Linked DNA regions of Pan troglodytes: regions 2, 3, 4 and 5 are each linked to region 1. A link is a contact called in public HiChIP or PLAC-seq data. All regions are on one chromosome and are shown on one strand. The core of a region is the stretch at or near the end of the contact, and the rest is flanking DNA. Distances in the headings are between cores, read along the strand shown.

Region 1 (2,700 bases), core at 14-2,513:
TCTCCAAGATCTGTCTACTGCGCCCACCCCCAGCTCCAACCCATCTGGGAGTCACATGCTGAGGAGGCTGGGCCAGAGGGAGGGACCTTGTCTAGGCTATCGCATGGTGCACCCAGGCTTGGCTGCCCAAAACTCTGGGTGCTGGAGCTGTGGCATTCACTTCTCGCTAACCCCCAGGCTCTCTCACCTGTGCTCCTGTCTTTGGGGAGCTGCCCGGTCTCCAGGAAGAGCCAGAGGTTGTTGCATTTCTCCGACTCCACTCTCGTCACCCCGTAGCTGACCACAGAGCCTGCAACTGTGGAGCAGGAAATGGAAGAGGGCTGGGGCCTCTGTGCTTCCCAGGCTAAGAGAACCGGGCACAGGCTACTTCCTGACAGACGTGGTGGGTGGGCTCAGGTGGGGCTCCCGCCGAGACCTGGGGCTCCACGTCAGAGTCAGGGACGCAGAACCACAGCCCCAACCCTAGCAGAAACCCACCCCTCAAAGAGCCCAGGCAGGGGCCCTGGAGTACCCACCCACGGCCACTAGGAGGCTCCACTGCAAAGGGTATGGAAACTTCCTCTGAATGAACATCTGCAAGCCAAAGGCCATGCCAGTGCCTGCAAAGAGCCGAGGTCCCCATCAACCTGTACCCGGGGATGGCCAGGGCCCACCTTGCCAGGCCCCCAGCACCTGCGGGCAGGTGACTTGGCGCCCCCTGCTGGGGAGCCAGGGCAGGGCAGGAGGGTGCGTTCTCTCCCAGCCGCAGGACACCTGGACGCAGCCTACCTGTGATGAAGGTGAAAACGCCCTTCATGAAGGCGTGTGACTGGCATGCGGCATACTCCCCGAGTCCCTGGGGTGGCAGAGGCGGGTGAAGGCTCGATCCCCTGCCCTCTTCCTTCACCGCCTCTCCTGTCCCTCCTCTGGGCACACCCTGGCTGTGGAGGAGTGAGACCCTGGGCACTTGGACACGTCCCACCTCCCCGATGCCAACCCGGACGCCCTGAGCCCCTTAGCAAGAGAGTGCCCCCAGCCTCCGCCACTCTTCCCTGACGAAGGCACCCCCACGCCCCAGCCCCCCGTCTCGCTCAGGTCAGCTTGTGGGGTCTGAGGCCCGCGTCCCAGACCGGCCTTCTCACCGGGTGCTTGGCAGCCACGGCGTCGTCCACCCGGGACAGACCCAAATTCACCATGGTTGGCAGGGCTCGGGGAGCGGGCCTGCGCAGGCGCAGGCGGAAGGGCGGGGCGGGAACCTGGGGGTGTGGCCTAGAGGACAGGCCTGCGCAGTTGCGGGCGGAGGAGTGGGGCCCGGATCTGGGGGCGAGGCCTAGGGACGGGCGCGCGCTGGAACAGGCGGAGGGGGCGGGGCCTAGGAGACGGGGCCTGAGGGCGGGGCCTGAGGGACGGGACTTTGGAGACGCGACCTGGGGGCGGGGCCTGAGAGACAGGACCGGGGAGCGGGCCTGCGCAGGCGGAGGTGTCGGGTTCTAAGAGGCGGGGCCTGCCAGGTGCAGGCGGAGGGGCCAGGGCCTTGGATTGGGGGCGGAGCATGGATCGAGCCTGCTAGAGCGCAGGGGAGAGGGGTGGGGCCTGGGGCCTGGCCACGCCTCTAGGAGCTTGGGCCCTGTGACCTCCGGCGACGACTGGGCGGGGCGAAGGCGGGCACCGGGCGGGGCGTGGCTGAGAGCGTGCGCTCCTCCCCCCGGCCGGGCCTCATTCCCACACTTGCAGAGGCCTAATGATTGTCAAGAGTTATTTTGCTTGAGGACTACAATCAGGGATTGAATTTCTCATAAGCCACCACGGAGTGGGGATGTATAAAATTACTGTTTAGCAAAGTGGTTCTGTAACCAGCAGCTTAGTAGCTGAGCCTCAAACTCCTTTTGTTTTGCATGACAAAGAGTCTTTACTTTTAAATAATTATCGATACACCAAGTAATAACATGCACAAGTTCTTGAATTCTATCATCTAGTAATTTTGATTAAGAGAAACTAAAATCAGCCCAAACAATTCCACTAGTATTCACTGGTGTAACCATTAGCAAGAACGGACGACTTCAAGTCAGGCTGCTGCTTCACACAGGTTACAAATAACTATTTACTACTTTTTCATCGATAAAGTCCTTGATCTTCAAGAAAGTGCTAGGGGAAAAAATTAACCCCTTCCTTTCTTCAAAGAATTATTATGTGGTTTTTTTTTTAACTAGATCAAAGAAAGAAAAAGTCAACACTGATACACGTGTTGCTTGAGCCAAAAGGCATGGGAAAAAAGACAACATATAACCATTAAATTCCTAAGAAATATGAGGTAAAAAGATGAAATCTTGGCCAGGCGCGGTGGCTTACGCCTGTAATCCCAGCACTTTGGGAGGCCGAGGCGGGTGGATCACAAGGTCAGGAGTTAAATACTAGCCTGGCCAAGATGGTGAAACCCCGTCTCTACTAAAAATACGAAAATTAGCCGGGCGTGGTGGCAGGTGCCTATAATCCCAGGTACTGGGGAGGCTGAGGCAGGAGAATCACTTGAACCTGGGAGGCGGAGGTTGCAGGGAGCCAAGATCGTGCCACTGCACTCCAACCTGGGCGACAGAGTGAGACTCTGTTTCAAAAAAAAAAAAAAAAAAAAAAAAGGCTGAAGTCTTTAGATAATTTCTAAGTCTGTACAAAAAAGCTAGATTTGCTACTCTCCAAAATGTGGAAGGACCTACTCTATAATAT
Region 2 (2,700 bases), core at 200-2,699, 380 kb before region 1:
CGGCCTCCTGGGCCTCACATATTTGTCCCTTCTGCTCATCCCTGCTGCAGGTGCCTCCTCCTGCCCCTGCACTCCGCTCCCAGCCATGGCTCCCCTTCCCCAGGCAAGGCGGGAGCTCTGGTGTCCTTCTGGTGGCTACCAGGGCAGGGGCAGACTTGGGGGCCCTCCGCAGGCAGGTGACCGGCCCGTGGCCATGTGGCCCTGTCTCTGCAGCTGGAACCTACTGTGAATGCAGCCTTGGCCTCAGCCGCGAGGCCCTCATCGCCCTCCTTGTGGTGCTGGCGGGCATCAGTGCCAGCTGCTTCTGTGCCCTCGTCATCGTGGCAATTGGTGTCTTGCGGGCCAAGGGGTGCGTGAACCCTGGGGCCGGGAGAGGATGGGAGTGAGGCCAGGCTGGCCGCCCTGGGCCCTTGGTCTTGCAAGAGGGGCTTTACCCCCTGGGTGGGCCGTCACCTGGGGTAGGAATGGCGTTTCCTAGGCGTGTGTTGGGGGAGGTCCGGGGGCCCAGCACTGTTCCAGGACTCATGTTGGCCTTCGTCCCCTCAGTGAAACATGCCCGAGACAAGTGGACAACAGGTGAGCACCAGGGAGGCCCTCGAGGGAGGCGCGCTGTCTCAGGGGAGGCCCTTGGCGGGGGGAGCTATCCCAAGGGAGTCCCTGGAGGAGGGGTGCTGTCCCTGGAAGAGGAGGGGTGCTGTCCCTGGAAGAGGAGGGGTGCTGTCCCAAGGGAGGCCCTTTGTGGGGGTGCACTGTCCCAGACGCCGGCCTGTCCTGGGGGAACAAGGACTCTACCAGCTCGTGATGACCCGGCCCGTCATGCAGGTTGGTGGAGAATTTTGGGGTCCAGGAAGATCGCATGGACCTGCACCCGGTTTACGTGGAGTCCCAGCTGATGGACGCTGACCTGGAGGTCTCCGTGGTGCCACCACTAGAGGATCAGAGCCTTGTGGCCATCCCCATGGAGGCTTCTTCAGAGGAGCCGCCACCACCCCCGCCCCTACCACCTGAGTAGAGGGCTGAGGGCAGCTGGGGGAGGGGAATTAAAGCTTGTTTAGTGGTTGTGCACTGTCCTCCCTGCAGGCCCTCACACCCCTCATGGCTGCATCATGGGGGGTGCACGCGCATATGGGTCTCATCAAAGCAGGGTGCCCAGGCCCCACAGCAAGTTCCCCTGTTCCTCTGCCCCATGGCAGGAAGCCATACCCCTAATGTTTCCACCTTCTCTGCCACAGCTGGTCAGCCCGGCTCCTTCCTGCACCCAGCTTTGGAAAGCCCCTAGAACAGGACCTGCAACTGGCAACTGTGAAAGGCGCTGGGTTTAACAGGAGGACTTGGGCTGCTACCCCTGCCCCACTGCACTGGTCTGTACCTCTATCCCAGGAGAGTCCTGGGGGGGAGGGGTGGGGCAGGCACGCCTCTCCTGCCTCCTCTCCTGCCTCGGGTGTGCTGTCTCCTTCCACCCCAAGGCCTGTCTCCAACCCAGGCCCCATCCAGCATGGGAATGGGACCATCCCTGCGTGGGGGCCACTCCGCATGTGCACGTTGGGATCACTTTGCGGAGCCTGGGTGGGGTCGAGACGGGTGAGGAGCAGGACCTCTGGGTTGCATTGCGTGTGGGCGCCTGTCGCAGCCGTGAGCTGGGCGGGTGCAGGTGGGCGGTGTCCTGCTGCTCAGGTCAGGGCTCGGCGGGCGCCCGGTGGTGGACAAGGCGGGGCGAGGTGGTCTTGATAGCGCTGTGGCCGGCGCTGAGCCAAGAGTAGTTTGGAGCTCCCGGACAGGTGGCTGGCGGTGCCGGGCGTTGGCTGTTTGCCCTGCCCCCGCCCCAAGCGTGGATCCAGCCGTGGGACAGGAACTGCCTGAGCTCGGGCCAGAGAGTTAATATTTGTGCAGGCGCCGCAGGAACGGGCTCCGCGGACGACGGGCTCCAGGGACGCACAGGCAGCGGGCCTCCCACCGCGGGTGCCGGGGGGCTGCCCCCATGCGGGGCCTTTCCTGGTCGCGGCCTCGGCCGCTGCTGCTGCTGCTGCTGTTGCTGCTGCTGTCGCCTTGGCCTGTCTGGGCCCAGGTGTCGGCCACGGCCTTGCCCTCGGGGTCCCCGGGCGCCCCGGACTGCCCCGAGGTGTGCACGTGCGTGCCGGGAGGCCTGGCCAGCTGCTCAGCACTCTCGCTGCCCGCCGTGCCCGCGGGCCTGAGCCTGCGCCTGCGCGCGCTGCTGCTAGACCACAACCGCGTCCGTGCGCTGCCGCCAGGTGCCTTCGCCGGAGCGGGCGCGCTACAGCGCCTGGACCTGCGCGAGAACGGGCTGCACTCGGTGCATGTACGAGCCTTCTGGGGCCTGGGCGCGCTGCAGCTGCTGGACCTGAGCGCCAACCAGCTGGAAGCACTGGCACCAGGGACTTTCGCGCCGCTACGCGCGCTGCGCAACCTCTCATTGGCCGGCAACCGGCTGGCGCGCCTGGAGCCCGCGGCGCTAGGCGCGCTCCCGCTGCTGCGCTCACTCAGCCTGCAGGACAACGAGCTGGCGGCACTCGCGCCGGGGCTGCTGGGCCGCCTGCCCGCTCTAGACGCGCTGCACCTGCGCGGCAACCCTTGGGGCTGCGGGTGCGCGCTGCGCCCGCTCTGCGCCTGGCTGCGCCGGCACCCGCTGCCCGCATCAGGTGAGCTGCTGGGGACGCGGGTCGGGGTCTGCAGGGCGGTGCG
Region 3 (2,700 bases), core at 178-2,677, 450 kb before region 1:
TGTTCATGATCCTGTCTGGGTACTCCTCCCGGATCTTGCTGATGAGGAGGGTACCCATCCCAGACCCAGTCCCCCCACCCAGGGAGTGGGTCAGCTGGAAACCCTGCAGGCAGTCACAGCTCTCAGCCTCCTTTCTCACAACATCCAGCACCGAGTCCACCAGCTCCGCGCCTTCTGTGTAGTGCCCCTTGGCCCAGTTGTTCCCAGCACCACTCTGACCTGAGAGAGAACACAGCTAATCATTCGTCAGCCAGGTAGACAGCACTACTGGTCACCACCACGCGAAAAAAGCCGAGTGACATGGTGTGAGCTGACCACAGAATTCACCCTGCAGGTAGAGCAAACGGACCCTTCAAAGCCAAAACACGGCAGCCTGCCCTGCTACGAATTAAGTCAGGGGCCAAACCTGACAGCTTAACAACAAACCCCTCCCCGGGGGGGCCACTGCCAATTCCCAAGGACAGAGGAGCAGCCACTGCCCCAGCTCAGCTCCCTGCAGGGAGATTACGTGTGTGGCGGCTCGTCGCCTCGGCAGACAGCTGGACCTTGCTCCCAAAGCCGATTTAGTAGAGGGGATTGAGTGGCTCAGAGAAGAGGAGGGCGTCCAGGGGCCCCGGCTGCGCAGTTCCCACGGCGGTGCCCTTGGAGCAGCCCCTTGACCTTTGAGCCGCCGCCCAGTCCCCAGCCACGGCTCACCGAAAACGAAGTTGTCCGGCCGGAAGATCTGCCCGAAGGGCCCCGAGCGCACGGAGTCCATGGTGCCGGGCTCCAGATCCACGAGCACGGCGCGGGGCACGTACTTGCCGCCTGCGGGAACGGGAGGGCGTCAGCCAAGGCAGGGGCCGCGGGGTCCCCGGAGGGCGGTCGGGGAAGGGGCCGGGGCCTCACCGGTGGCCTCATTGTAGTACACGTTGATGCGTTCCAGCTGCAGGTCGCTGTCCCCGTGGTAGGTGCCCGTGGGGTCGATGCCGTGCTCATCGCTGATCACCTCCCAAAACTACAAGGGACGCGGGCGGGCCCGGGCGGGCCGGGGCTGAGTCACCGCGGCCGGTGCGCAGAGAGGCAGCCCCGCCCCGGACGGGCGCGGCAGCCCGGCCCTCCCCGCCCCTCCCCCGCCCCGCGCGCCCTGGCCGCCGGGTTCCTGGGGGCTTCGGTCGCCCGGCTCGGCCAATTCCCCGCGGAGGGGGCCCGGCGGCCGCAATGCGGGGGCGCCGCCCGGCCGCTGCTGCCGCCATCTTCCCCGGCCGCCCGCCCACACCGCCCGGCAGGCCCGCCTGGCCCCAGCGCCCCGGCAACTTACCTTGGCGCCGATTTGGTTGCCGCACTGCCCGGCCTGCAAGTGCACGATTTCCCTCATGATGGCGGCGGTGGCGGGGAAGCAAGAAGAAGTAGACAACCAGCAGCACAGGAGCGGGCGCGCAGAGTGCTACAACCGACGCTCCGCCAACGCTTATATACCCTCCCTGCCCGCCTCCGCTAGTCTCGGAATGGGCTGCCAGAACGAGGCTGGCAAGCTCCCTCGTTTGATTGGCCTTGCCCCCGTCAATCAAGCTGCCTAAGGTCCGCCTTTTTAAGCCAGTTTGGTCTTTATTGGTCAGCCACAGCCTCCCATCTCCCTATCACAATCCCCCCCCTGGCGCCGCAGTGCTCCGTCCATTGGGTGTTTCAAATGATTGATTTGCCGTCTCATTGGCTGGCTGCCGGGAGCACGCCGCCAGGCTGGCGCTATTGGCTGCGCTGCTTCAGCGTCCTGGTAACCGCCGCAGTGCCGCGGCCGGCGCGCGGACGGAGTGGGGCGCAGGCGCGGGTGCGGGTTTCCGGTCGGGCGGCGGGCAGCTGCGCTGGGGGCGCCGGGGGAGGGCGGGCCCGACGGGCCTCGGGCAAGCGCAGTCTTGGCTCTGAGCCCGGGGCCTTTCGGGAGCCGGGAAGGGCAGGCTCGGTGGCGGCCCCGCGTCCAGAGTTGCGCCCTCTCTGGCCTTGCGCCGGGACACGGCATCTGCGCGCTGGGCGGGTTCTGGAGCGGGGTCCGCACGGAGCGAGCCCGGGGCCTCCAGGCCGAGGAGGCTGCGATGCCTTAAAGGCAGGAAGATACACGGGCTCGGGGGCTGCGGCGGTGGAGGGGAGCTCTCCACAGAGCCGCAGAGGGCACGGAGTTTCCTGCTCCCGGGTCCCGCACGCCCACTGCCCTCGCGGTCGCGTGAGGGGAGCACGTGGGGGACGCCGCGCCCCGAGGGCCGGGGCGGAGGGCAGGGGAGGGGAGCGGAGGGGCGAGGCCTCCCCCGCAGCTGCGCGCCCTGCCCTGTTGTGGAGACGGCGCTGGCTCTGCGCCGGTCGCCTTGGTGCCTCGGCCCCGTGAGTGCGCGAGCTCCGTGGAGACCAGGACAGCGCCCAGACCTCCCTCGGCGGGTGGGCCCCGACCTCCGGGCTCCAGGGCCGGTATTCCAACCACAGGTCAGCGCGCTGGGGCTGAGACATATTTCTGTTAATGCTTTTCCTAATTTATGACTTGGTTTTTACTTGGGTGGGAAAAGAAACTTAAAATGAATTACATGTGGTTGCGCCTGTTTAAAAACAAACGCGCTGTATTTTTGCAGTATTTTTATTTTACTTAATTTATTATTTTGAGACAGAGTCTCGCTCTGTCTCCCGGGCTGGAGTGCAGTGGCGCGATCTTGGCTCCCCCCCGCCCCGGGTTGAAGC
Region 4 (2,700 bases), core at 168-2,667, 400 kb before region 1:
GGAGTGTGGGTGCCACAGAGACAAGCCCCTTGCAGAGCTGACCTGGAGCCCACCATCCCTATAGCCTGTGTGAGCATGAAGCGAGGACCCCCGGGTGGGCTGTGCCCTGGGCTTGTCACTGATGCCAGTGGAGGCTGGCACCTGCCCCTCTCGGCACCTGAGACAGTGAGGGAAGGTAGCTGCTGCCGTGAAGAACAAAGATGCTCTGAGCACACACTTGCTGGGGCTGAGCTGAGGGGCACACGGAGGCAGGCCCTGCCCGTGGTCTGGTCAGCTGTCCCTGCCGCCGCTACTTTTCTGGTCTGGGGCTGTAGCCTTGGTCAGGTTCCCAGCTTCCCTCTTGAGAACGCTGAGCAAAGTCTGGGAGCTCTCCAGGATCTGGGGCCAGAGAAGTGAGAAGGTTGTTAATGTTCACCTGTTGGTAAGGTCCTAAGCCCCAGCTGTCCTCACACTCAGGTGCTGGGACCTGGCTGGGGGTGCTGTAGCCAAGGGATCCTGTGTGGGGGAAGGCGGAAGCCCAAGGGGACTGGCAGATGGGGTGGCAGGGCCCTCTTCCCTCCGGAATCTGACCCAAAACACTTCCTCTCCACCCTCAAAGCCAGGCTGGGTTAGCACTGGCCCGTGCTGGGTGCTCTGCCCAAGACCTGGCTCTTCACACTGAGCAGAAAGAACCACATGGCTAGCGAGAACCGGATAAAGACCAGGACCCAGGATGCCCCAGGCCCCACAGTCACTCCCACAGCAGCCTGGGTTCCTCAATGGGCCTGGCCACGCTGCCCCTGCCCGAAATGCCAGCGAGGCACACAGACTGTCCACAGCCGGGAGCCCCAGACGGTCCTGACGCCCTGCCGTGGCAACACCCCTGCCGTGCCTATCCCCTGATGCTCGGCCTGGCCTCCCGAGCTCCACCTTGAGGTAGGCGGCCTCCGTCTCCGCGATGGTCCGGTCGAACTCGTTGCGAGAGGCAATCTTGCGTGCCAGGTTCTCGTTGACGCGGGCCAGCTTCTCTGTCAGCTGCCTCACCTCATTCTGCAGCCGCTGCTTCTCGTCCTCCTCCTCCTGTATCTGCCGGCACAGCTCCTCCCGCTTCTGGCACAGCTCCTCTATGCCTGGGGGCCGGGAGGGGCGGCGCTGTGGGCCCAGGGCAGGAGCGCGGCGGCGGAGGGCGGGCCTCCTTCCACCCGAGGAAGCCAGAGTCAGGCACCACCCACGAGCGCCCGGCGCGGGGCCTGCGAGCCAGCGAGGGCTCGGGCCACGGACACCCAGCCTCCGGCACGGAGGGCTCTGCTCAGCCGCGCGATGCCCGCAGCGAGGCGGGTCCAGGGGCACCCCGCTGCGAGCCGGGAACCCGGCCCTGCGGCCCTCCCGACCTCCCCGTCCCGGCTGCGCCGCTCACACTTGACCAGCTCGTTGTTGTAGTTTTGCAGCGCCGCGCCCTGCTGGGTCATGGTCAACGCCGCCCGGGGCCCCGCCACCCCAACCGCCGCGGAAGCAGCGCTGTCCGCGCCTGCGCACGACTCCTCCACGGCGCGCCGAACTAGCGCGTCATCGCTGAGCGCCTTGTGCGCGTCATGGCTGCGCGTGCAGACGTGCGTCATCGCCGCGCGCCGCGCCGAGCGAATCTCGGAGTCGGTGGGTGCAGATGGCGGCGGCAGTTGTGGTGGCGGAGGGGGACAGCGACTCCCGGCCCGGACAGGAGTTGTTAGTGGCCTGGAACACCGTGAGCACCGGCCTGGTGCCGCCGGCTGCGCTGGGGCTGGTGAGGCCTGGGAAGAGAGGGGCGGCCCCGCGCGGAGTTTCCGGGACCGTAGGCGCTTTGGGGCGGCTACCCTCGGGTTCATACGGCTCTGTCCATCATCCGCCTCTGTCCTGTCCTGCCATTTCCCACCACCTTTCCGTTTCGTTTCGTTCAGCTCCGCTGACAGCCCTTCCATAGCTTCGGCCCAACGTCCGGGCAGCACGGACAGGGGGCAGCGGAGTTTTTGCAGCCTCCCCTTCAGCTTTTTCCCTTCCCCGCTTCTCCCCACCTCTATGTTGTGTTCCCCTCGCCTCACGGCTTTCTGCGCTCCAGGTGTCTTCCCGGACCAGCGGTGCAGTCCCGCCAAAGGAAGAGGAGCTCCGGGCGGCGGTGGAGGTTCTGAGGGGCCACGGGCTACACTCGGTCCTGGAGGAGTGGTTCGTGGAGGTGCTGCAGAACGATCTGCAGGCCAACATCTCCCCTGAGTTCTGGAATGCCATCTCCCAATGCGAGAACTCTGCGGATGAGCCCCAGTGCCTTTTGCTGCTCCTTGACGCTTTTGGCCTGCTGGAGAGCCGCCTGGATCCCTACCTGCGTAGCCTAGAGCTGCTGGAGAAATGGACTCGCCTGGGCTTGCTGATGGGCACTGGTGCTCAGGGGCTGCGAGAAAAAGTCCACACTATGTTGCGCGGAGTCTTGTTCTTTAGCACCCCCAGAACCTTCCAAGAGATGATCCAGCGTCTGTATGGGTGCTTCTTGAGAGTCTATATGCAGAGTAAGAGGAAGGGGGAAGGGGGCACAGACCCGGAACTGGAAGGGGAGCTGGACAGCCGGTATGCCCGTCGCCGGTACTACCGGCTCCTGCAGAGCCCGCTGTGTGCAGGGTGCAGCAGTGACAAGCAACAGTGCTGGTGTCGCCAGGCTCTGGAGCAGTTCCATCAGCTCAGCCAGGTCTTGTGAGT
Region 5 (2,700 bases), core at 92-2,591, 260 kb before region 1:
TGCCCTTGGTCCTGAGGGTGGACACCATCCCTCCCTACTGCCTTCTGCTCTGGAGCCAGGCCTGGGGCACTGGCTGCTGCCCTGCTGTGCCGTGGCAGCCTAGAGTAGCTGCAGGATGGCTGGCCCGAGGGAATGTTCCTGGGCCCTTGAGTCTTCTCTGGCCAGCAGAGTTCCCCAAAACCATCACATCCGGATCTGCGTTGGTGACCAAGGCCAGACTGAAGGTTGGGTCCTGGTACAGTGAGCCTGGGGGTGAGGGTAGAGGTCAGGGAGGTGGCGGAGAGTGGGTGGCAGCCAGCCAGGCGGCTTCCTAGGGGGCAGTCAGTGCTGGTAGAGACTGGAGGGAGGGCAGGCCCACATCAGGAGGTGGCACAGGGGTGGGAGATGAGATCAGGACCGGGACCCATAGGCAGGAATCTTGCACAGAACCTGGCTGTGGAGCCGAGCCATGCAATGGCACAGGGCACCTTGCCCTTCTCACCTGGGACTGAGTGTCCTGCACCTCCAAAAGGCATCCTGCAGCCCCAGCCAGGCCCTGCAGCCCCTCCCCAAGCCAGTTTTCTCCAGGATGGGAAGGCCTGGTCTTGCCCACTCGCCTCCTCACCTTCCTGGGAAGTGAGCTTAGACACTGTCTCTATGCTCAGTGCCCTGGCGAGGAGGGTGGTGGTTCTTATTCTGCTCTTCCCTCCCCTCTTCACCATTTTTTAAAAGTCATTTGATAAACCTGAGGGCAGCCAGCCCCAGCTTTGAAGTTCTGAGACTGGAAGGACCAAGGGGACACCCCGGGTTGGAGGTCTCACTCTTGTTCTCTGAATGACTAGTCAAAGGAGGTTTCTAGTGGGATGGGGTGGGCGTGCTCTTGGGAGGCAACAGGTGAGGTGCAAGGGGGGCATCAGAGATGCCCGTTGTCAGCTGGGCACAGTGGCTCACGCCTGTAATCCCAGCACTTTGGGAGGCTGAGGCTGGCGTATCACCTGAGGTCAGGAGTTCAAGACCAGCTGAGGCAACATGGTGAAACCCCGTCTGTACTAAAAATACAAAAATTAGCCCAGCATGGTGGCATGCGCCTGTAATCCCAGCTACTCAGGAGGCAGAGGCACGAGAATCACTTGAACCCGAGAGGTGGAGGTTGCAGTGGGCCGAAATGGCACCACTGCACTCCAGGCTAGGCGACAGAGACGCTGTCTCAAAGAAAAAAAAAAAAAAAAAAAAAAAGATGCCCATTGTCCTGAGGGAGCTAAAGGGCTGTCACCTGGGGACCCTGAACACCTTGGACAGCTCCCAGCTCCAGTCCTCAGTGGCTCCGGATCACTCTTGCCCCCTGGTGGCCTCACTGCGCGCGGCCGCCGCGGCTCCAGCCAAAGCTGCAGTCGGGGCCGGGGCCGTTCTGTGTTCCTGTATTTGCTTTTCCCGCGAGTGGGGGTGCCCCTGCCTCTGTGGGCACACCTGTGCCTTCCTGTGCACCTGCCCAGCTCGTGAGCACCTGTCTGCGTGCGCCCGGCGCTCCTGTGTCTCTGTGCGCTCGCGAGGCTAGGCCCACACAGGTCCTCTGCCCCATCGCGGGTGCGGGTGAGGGGCTCGGAGTCCTACCGGGAAGAGGCCAGAAGGGAGCGCATCCTGGAGAAGCCCACCCGCGGCCCAAACCCAGCCGGACTTCTGGGAACCGCACCGGCCCCAGAGACCGCAGGTGCCGAGACACCCTGAGGCCGAGAGAGGTCCAGCGAGGCCCGGAGAGGGGACCAGAACTGGAGCAGGGGGAGGGGGCGCAGTCTGGAGCCGCCCTCCCGCCCCCTCAGGTGGAGCGCGCAGGCGCAGTCTCCGCGTGCGCGCCTCGCCGGCGCCTCCATCCCGGATCCTTGCTGCAGCGTCAGCGCCGCCGCCCGTGCCTTTCCTCTTCCTCCTCCTCCTCCTTGGCATCCGCCTCCTCTTCCTCCTGCGTCCTCCCCCGCTGCCTCCGCTGCTCCCGACGCGGAGCCCGGAGCCCGCGCCGAGCCCCTGGCCTCGCGGTGCCATGCTGCCCCGGCGGCGGCGCTGAAGGATGGCGACGCCGCTGCCTCCGCCCTCCCCGCGGCACCTGCGGCTGCTGCGGCTGCTGCTCTCCGGCCTCGTCCTCGGCGCCGCCCTGCGTGGAGCCGCCGCCGGCCACCCGGGTGAGCGAGCGCGCTGGGCGCAGGCCGCGGGGCGCCCCGGGGCCGGGATCGCCGGGCGGGGACCGGGTTGCCGGGCGCCGCCGCCCTCGTCCTGCCCAGGCCCGCAGGCCCTGCAGGCCTGGTCCGCTGGTGGCGGCGGCCCCGCCTCGCCCACGATGGAATAAACAGGCCTGGCCGGAGGGCGCAGCGCGGAGCCTCCAAAAGGCCGCGCCGGATGGGGCTTCTGCCGGTTCCCAGAGGCGTACCTTACATTCATGGCTTCTTCCGCCGGGAGCCCGTCTGGCTCAGGCCTCCGCGCCGCGGCCATCTGGCTCTGGGCGGGCCCGCCGGGAGTCTGCCTGTGTGCGTCTCTGTGTCTCCGTGTTCGGGGCTCCTGCGGGTGTGGGGCTGGCCCTGAGTGCCCGCCGGCTTCGCTGCCGGTGCGCGTCCCGGGGTCGGGGCCTCAGTGCTGCTCTGCCTGTCCTCACGCCTTGGGTGGCGCTGGGCACCGGCCTTGTGCGCCATGGTGGGCGCTGAAGTTCTGGGGGCACTTATGGCGCAGGCTCGGGGT

What was found. HiChIP or PLAC-seq counts read pairs in DNA pulled down with a chosen protein or histone mark.
Region 2: a contact with region 1 is called in an H3K4me3 HiChIP or PLAC-seq map of stem cell-derived excitatory neurons, with 4 times the contacts expected there. The contact joins the promoter of LRRC26 here to the promoter of TMEM141 in region 1. A contact is called at or near these places in 1 of 7 Hi-C or Micro-C datasets (stem cell-derived neural progenitor cells) and 1 of 1 datasets of contacts at active chromatin or transcription factors (stem cell-derived excitatory neurons).
Region 3: a contact with region 1 is called in an H3K4me3 HiChIP or PLAC-seq map of stem cell-derived excitatory neurons, with 5 times the contacts expected there. The contact joins the promoter of TUBB4B here to the promoter of TMEM141 in region 1. A contact is called at or near these places in 1 of 7 Hi-C or Micro-C datasets (stem cell-derived neural progenitor cells) and 1 of 1 datasets of contacts at active chromatin or transcription factors (stem cell-derived excitatory neurons).
Region 4: an H3K4me3 HiChIP or PLAC-seq map of stem cell-derived excitatory neurons shows a contact between it and region 1, with 4 times the contacts expected there. The contact joins the promoter of ANAPC2 here to the promoter of TMEM141 in region 1. A contact is called at or near these places in 1 of 7 Hi-C or Micro-C datasets (stem cell-derived neural progenitor cells) and 1 of 1 datasets of contacts at active chromatin or transcription factors (stem cell-derived excitatory neurons).
Region 5: a contact with region 1 is called in an H3K4me3 HiChIP or PLAC-seq map of stem cell-derived excitatory neurons, with 5 times the contacts expected there. The contact joins the promoter of NPDC1 here to the promoter of TMEM141 in region 1. A contact is called at or near these places in 3 of 7 Hi-C or Micro-C datasets (blood, induced pluripotent stem cells and stem cell-derived neural progenitor cells) and 1 of 1 datasets of contacts at active chromatin or transcription factors (stem cell-derived excitatory neurons).

Annotation. Positions count from the first base shown.
Region 1 is chr11:1,665,078-1,667,777 of NHGRI_mPanTro3-v2.0_pri, forward strand. It overlaps TMEM141 (transmembrane protein 141), which reads right to left and starts at 1,264. Exons shown (of 5, transcript XM_001162853.7): 1 at 1,122-1,264; 2 at 769-835; 3 at 516-599; 4 at 188-295. The coding sequence starts at 1,175.
Region 2 is chr11:1,282,461-1,285,160 of NHGRI_mPanTro3-v2.0_pri, forward strand. LRRC26 (leucine rich repeat containing 26) reads left to right here and starts at 1,450. Exons shown (of 2, transcript XM_063787370.1): 1 at 1,450-2,657. The coding sequence starts at 1,979. It overlaps TMEM210 (transmembrane protein 210), which reads left to right. Exons shown (of 4, transcript XM_016962226.2): 1 at 1-50; 2 at 214-349; 3 at 547-576; 4 at 823-1,059. The coding sequence ends at 1,012.
Region 3 is chr11:1,212,353-1,215,052 of NHGRI_mPanTro3-v2.0_pri, forward strand. TUBB4B (tubulin beta 4B class IVb) reads right to left here and starts at 1,428. Exons shown (of 4, transcript NM_001246378.1): 1 at 1,301-1,428; 2 at 889-997; 3 at 697-807; 4 at 1-219. The coding sequence starts at 1,357.
Region 4 is chr11:1,264,766-1,267,465 of NHGRI_mPanTro3-v2.0_pri, forward strand. ANAPC2 (anaphase promoting complex subunit 2) reads left to right here and starts at 1,418. Exons shown (of 13, transcript XM_016962223.3): 1 at 1,418-1,759; 2 at 2,072-2,694. The coding sequence starts at 1,643. SSNA1 (SS nuclear autoantigen 1) reads right to left here and starts at 1,525. Exons shown (of 3, transcript XM_001137367.7): 1 at 1,397-1,525; 2 at 910-1,109; 3 at 1-378. The coding sequence starts at 1,448. The coding sequence ends at 271.
Region 5 is chr11:1,404,506-1,407,205 of NHGRI_mPanTro3-v2.0_pri, forward strand. It overlaps NPDC1 (neural proliferation, differentiation and control 1), which reads left to right and starts at 1,342. Exons shown (of 9, transcript XR_010148524.1): 1 at 1,342-2,150.